Linked DNA regions of Sus scrofa: region 1 is linked to region 2. Evidence: chromatin contacts called from public HiChIP or PLAC-seq data. All regions are on one chromosome and are shown on one strand. The core of a region is the stretch at or near the end of the contact, and the rest is flanking DNA. Distances in the headings are between cores, read along the strand shown.

Region 1 (2,770 bases), core at 72-2,571, 250 kb before region 2:
TTGACCTCTATGTCTTGTTTTCTTCAGTGATCACTGTCTTTTTTATTTTGCTATATAATGATTTTAATTTTTTTTCCATTATAGCTGGTTTACAGTGTTCTGTCAATTTTCTATCGTACAGCATGGTGACCCAGTTTCACTTACATGTACATGTACTTTTTTCTCACATTATAAATGCTCCATCATAAGTGACCAGACATAGTTCCAGTGCTACACAGCCAAAATAATGCCTTTTGCAGCAACATGGATGGAACTAGACACTCTGACACTGAGTGAAGTAAGTCAGAAACAGAAAGACAAATACCATATGATATCACTTACATCTGGAATCTAATGTATAGCACAAATGAACCTTTCCACAGAAAAGAAAATCATGGACTTGGAGAATAGACTTGTGACTGCCAAGGGGGAGGGGGAGGGAGCGGGATGGATGGGGTGCTTGGGTTTAATAGATGCAGACTATTGCCTTTGGAATGGATTAGCAATGTGATCACTATCTTGATTACTATAGCTTAGTAGTAAATTTTGAAATCGAGACCTGTGAGTTCTCCAACTTTGCTGTTGTTCAAGATCATTTGGCAATTCTGAGTCCCTTGTGTTTCCATCTGATTACTATGATCAACCGCCAATTTCTACAAAAAACAGCTAGGATTTTGACAAGAGATTGCACTATATCTCTAGATTATTCGGGGGAGTGTTGACACAATATTCCATCTTTGATTCATGAACATGGGATGTATTACCATTTATTTAGATCTTTAGTTTCTTTTAACAATGTGTTTTAGTTTTCGATAAAGAAAACAAATTTTGTATTCCTTTTGTTAAATTTATTCCTAAGGATTTTATTCTTTTTAATATTATTCTAAATGGGGTTATTTTCCTAATTTCATTTTTAGATTTTTCATTACTAGTGTCTAAAAATATAATTGGTTTTTATATATAGATTTTGTATCCTGCAACTTTACTGAACTTGTTATTAGTTTTAAAAGTATTTTGGTGGGAGTTCCTGCTACAGTGCAGGTTAGGAATCCAACTACAGTGGCTTGGGCAGCTGTGGAGATGTGGGTTTGATCCTTGGCCTGGTGCAGTGGGTTAAAGATCCAGTGTGGCCACAGCTGTGGCACAGGTTGCAGCTGCAGTGTGGATTCAATCCCTGGCCCAGGAACTTCCATATGTCATGGCTGAGGCCATAAAAGCAATAAATAAATAAATAAAATTATTTTTTGTGGATTACATAGGTTTTCTTATATACAAGATTATGTCATGTGCAGTTAGAAGTAGTTTTACTTCTTCCTTCTCAATCTGGGAGTGTATTTTTTTTTTTTTTTTCTTGCCTAATTGCCCTGGCTAAAATCTCTAGTGCAATACTGACCACATGTACTGACTGGATGTTCTTGTCTTGTTAAACATCTTAGGAAGACAGCTTTCAGTCTTTGACCAGTAAGTTTAATGTTAGCTAGGGTTTTCATAGATGTCCTTTATCAGACTGAGGAAGATTCCTTCTATTTCTAACTTGTTGAGTGTTTTCCTTTTTTTAAAAAAAAAATCGTGACAAGGTGTTGGATTTTGTTAAATACTTTTTCTGTGTATGCTGAGATGGTCATTTTTTGCTTTTTATTCTATTAATAGGATGCTTTGATTTTCATATGTTGAGCCAACTGTCAATCCTTGGGATAAATATCCCTTGGTGATGGTGTATAATCCTTTTTATGTATTGCTAGAGTCCCTCTTTCTCTTATATCTTCCATATTTTTTCTATTGATTTCTTTCCTTTAGCTGATAAACATACTCAAACTTCTTTCTTAATAACAGAGAACAAAACAAACTTACCTCATGGATGCTATATCCCCAAGCTGCTGCCTTATCTTTCTTCTTCCATTTTTATTCACGTTTTGGAAACGCCTGTCCTCTGTTTTGGCTTAATACTGATTTGTAACAATCATAGGGAAACTGCTTTCATTAAAATCACAAAGGGCTTTCTAGGAGTTCCCTCATGGTGCAGGAGGTTAAGTATCTGGCTTTGTCACTGCAGTGACTTGGGGCGATACTGGGTGGGTTTGATCCCTGGCCCAGAAATTTCCACATGCCATGGGTGTGGCCAGAAAACCCCAAATGATCAAAAAGGACTTCCTAATTACCAAAATCCATGAACACTTTTCAGCCTTTATTTTTTTAGACTTACATATCACTCTACAGTTTCTCTGCTTCCTTCCTCTTTGAAACTTTCAAATCCCAGGCTTCCTTCCTTCTCTCTCTCTTCTATCCTTCCTCTCTCTCTCTCTCTCTCTTTCTCTCTCTCTCTCTCTCTTTCTTTCTTTCCTTTTTCTTCTTCCTTCCTTCCTTCATTTTTCCTTTCTTTTTGATTATAGCTTCCTGCTCTCATTTGTGGGCACTTTTCCCCATGCTTATAAAATAATGGTGTTCCTTAAGTATCTGTCTTTAGTGCATTTCTCTTCTCACTTTCTAACTTGTCTGGGAAACCTTATAAACACTCTCACTTCTATTATCATTTGTATGCTGATGAGGCCTGAATTGTTACCTTTTCTCAGACCTAGACAGGTATATTCAAACACCTTCTGGACCCTACCACTTCTTCAAAGTCCCACAGGATTATAAAATATAAGATGTCAAAACAAAACTTTGAAAAAAACAAAAAACAACAAACAAACAAACAAACAAAACAAAACTTTGAAGCCTTCTTATGCTGCCTAACCTGGCCTTCCTCTAACTTGTGGCAAACCTCTGGAAAATTTAAACAGCTTCCTAGATG
Region 2 (2,998 bases), core at 273-2,772:
ATTACTGTGGCTGTGGCATACGCTGGTGGCCGCAGCTCCCATTCGACCCCTAGCCTGCATGCCTCAGGTGCATCTCTTAAAAAAAAAAAAAGAAAGAAAGAAAAGAAAAATGTACTAGAAAGTGTATTTAGCACCTACTAGGTCCTGGGGGAAGGAAATGGAAGGTGAGTCTCTTTGCACGGGCCTCAGATAACCATAAATAACATAGGCAGATGATTTTAAAGAAGCCATTTTTGTAGGTAAGGACTACTTGGATTTGGAGGCAAAGGAGGACCATTTTCTTTTTGGTGTGAAACACCGAGAATGTTAGGGATGAAAGAGGCCTGGGGCAGCCTGTGGACTTAGACATCTTAGATTGTAAAACTGAGCTGTGTAAAGAAGGGTTCCACAGGGATTCACAGACTTTAAAAAACATAAAAACAACCCCCTTCCCAAGCCACCCCTCTTTTCTGAAGGTGCTACGGAAACCTTGAAAAATGGGTCTTTGCAAGGAAGCAGAAAACCTGGTGAGATGGTGTAAGGTCAAGAGCATGGGCTCTGAACTCAGCCAGGGTTTAAATCTCCCTCATCTGCTTTTTAGCTCTTGGATCTGAGGGAGACTACTTCCATTTGGAAACTCTGAGCCTCGACTTCTGAAATGCAGACTCTGCCTATGTCTCTCTTCATTATGAGTTTAGATTATATCACAAGGGGTTCAGCAAAGCTCTGTCTCTCATTCCTCCCCACACCCACAAAGCCCTCCTCAGCCTCTGTCTTTCTCTGCACCCTTGGTCGGAAGCACTTGCTGCTTTCTCCCTTCTCATCTACCACATTCAGGTGTTGGATCAGATGATTTCCAAATTTCTGTTACATGAGTCTAACTGTCTGGTCCTACTTTTTACCAGATGGCTGGGCTAGCTGGATAGGATATCAAACAGTCTATTTTCTATACATTTATGTTAATGAGCCATTTACTGAGCTTTACCACATTTAATCCTCAAAAGAATACCTGTAAGGTAGCAGTTGCTTTCCCCCTTTATAAATCAGCAAACCAAGCCAAAAGGCATGGAGAGAAATCATCCTAGACCTATGGTTTGGGGGCAGGCTTGCAGAGGAGACTCTTTTGAAAGGCTTAACAATAGCACAAGAAAATGAGGCCTTTCATTATACCCGTGGCCTTGAAAATCAAGTGGAAACTTCCCAGTTTTCACTCCATCCATCGCCCCTCCTCTTGCACTAAATGCTTTAGTCATCTTCTCTTTCTTTTTTGTTGTCTTTTTCCTGTGTTGCCATTCCAGGCTGAGGTCATGACTCTCCTAAGAGCCTTAATCAAATCTGGAAGGCAACAGGGCTGAACACAGGATCTTTCCTACCTGACTCCTGGACTGAACAAGTGCAAAGAAAGCTGATGTTGGGAATCCAGCTCTTGCTGCCTGCGGCTGTGGGGCTGGCTATGAATTTTTACCAGCTCTTGCCTGATCATCTTTCTTTGGCCTTTGACATACTTGTCACTGGATCCGTGGTAAAGCCAGTCTTTCTCTCTAGCCACTAATTTGTATTTCCCCCAGAGAGCCTAGAACTATGCCCTACCCAGCGGGTACTCACTGTACTGGAGGTGGTGTCGCCAACCAACACAGCCCCAGATTACATTAAGTATTTCAGCAATTGCAATGAATTTCTGGCCAGCCTTGATGGTTTGGTCAGCTTCAGTCCCAGCCTTGCCCCTCAGAGATTGACAAAGCCCAGTTTCAACTAATTCTTAATAATGCAATTAAATTTTTGGAAACTGAGCTGGGTTTCATATTTAAATGGTGACTTTCACCACACAGGAGAGGTTGGCCAAATGCAGGAGGAACTGGAAGATTTTTGCAAAGAGATGAATTTGGATTTTCCATTTTTAGAAAAGCTGCATATGCTCATGTGCAGGTAACACTCCAGGCTCAGGGGTTCCCAAGGGCCAAAAGAGTGGGTAAAGCATGAACCCCTAAACCAGCATGCCTCATAGGGAATCATCAGTATCCTCAAAAAGAAAACTAATATTAGTAGTAGAATCTAATGGTAGATATGAATTTTGTTTAAATATTCTTTATATTTTTACATTTTCACAATAAAATATTTGGGAAAAAAAGAAAAGATTTGGAAAGATTTCATGGATGGAACTAGAGACTCTCATACTAAGTGAAGCAAATCAGAAAGAGAAAGACAAATACCATATGACATCACTTTTATCTGGAATCTAATATATGGCACAAATGAACCTTTCCACAGAAAAGAAAATCATGGACTTGGAGAATAGACTCCTGGTTGCCAAGGGGGAGGGGGAGGGAGTGGGATGGATTAGGAGTTTAGGATTAATAGATGCAGACTATTGCCTTTGGAATGGACAAGCAGTGAGACCCTGCTGTGTAGCACTGGGAACTGTATCTAGTCATTTATGATGGAGCATGATAATGTGAGAAAAAAGAATCTATACATGTATGTGTAACTGGGTCACTCATGCTGTACAGTAGAAAACTGACAAAGCACTGTAAACCAGCTATAATAAAAAAAATCATTATGTAAAAAAGAAAGAAGAAAAAAGAAAAGTAGGGGCAGAATTAAAACGTTTCTGCTTTTGAAATGCAACAACACTTACCTCTCAGGGCCATTGCAAGGATGGCATTAGGGCATATGCGGAAGGGCTTGCTCAGGGTCTTGCTCAGAACAGGGAGCAATGAATGTATTTATTAACACCACAGCATGGGAAAAGGCACCACTCTGAAGTTAAACGACTGCATCTTGAACTTCATGCTGCAGCTCACTAGCCCAGCTGGTGCCTTTCCATCCCGGGTCCCAGTCTCCTCATCTTTCTAATTGGAATAATAATCACAGCATATTTCTCAGGGTCACAAGGAGAAGCATGTTAGAGAACTGTTGAGAAAGTTCTTTGCAAACTAGAAAGCTCTCTAGGCAAAATAAAACATTATGAGATGTATACCTAACTTCTGTGCCCTTGTTTCAGCTCTTCTCTCTGCCTGAA

Evidence for each region. HiChIP or PLAC-seq counts read pairs in DNA pulled down with a chosen protein or histone mark.
Region 1: an H3K27ac HiChIP or PLAC-seq map of alveolar macrophages shows a contact between it and region 2. The contact joins two enhancer-like sites. A contact is called at or near these places in 4 of 5 promoter capture datasets (fetal liver, fetal skeletal muscle and liver), 5 of 47 Hi-C or Micro-C datasets (liver, skeletal muscle and subcutaneous adipose tissue) and 2 of 2 datasets of contacts at active chromatin or transcription factors (alveolar macrophages and skeletal muscle).

Annotation. Positions count from the first base shown.
Region 1 is chr13:125,664,447-125,667,216 of Sscrofa11.1, reverse strand. No RefSeq gene overlaps it. Among named protein-coding and RNA genes, the nearest start is that of LPP, 120 kb to the left of the region's middle. Within about 2 kb of position 1,321, at least 2 of the 83 cell types and tissues checked have an H3K27ac peak or open chromatin away from gene starts, as enhancers often do. A contact at or near this core is called in alveolar macrophages, where this site is marked.
Region 2 is chr13:125,418,210-125,421,207 of Sscrofa11.1, reverse strand. The region is part of intron 3 of LOC106508008 (a long non-coding RNA gene); the gene reads right to left. Among named protein-coding and RNA genes, the nearest start is that of BCL6, 30 kb to the right of the region's middle. Within about 2 kb of position 1,522, at least 2 of the 83 cell types and tissues checked have an H3K27ac peak or open chromatin away from gene starts, as enhancers often do. A contact at or near this core is called in alveolar macrophages, where this site is marked.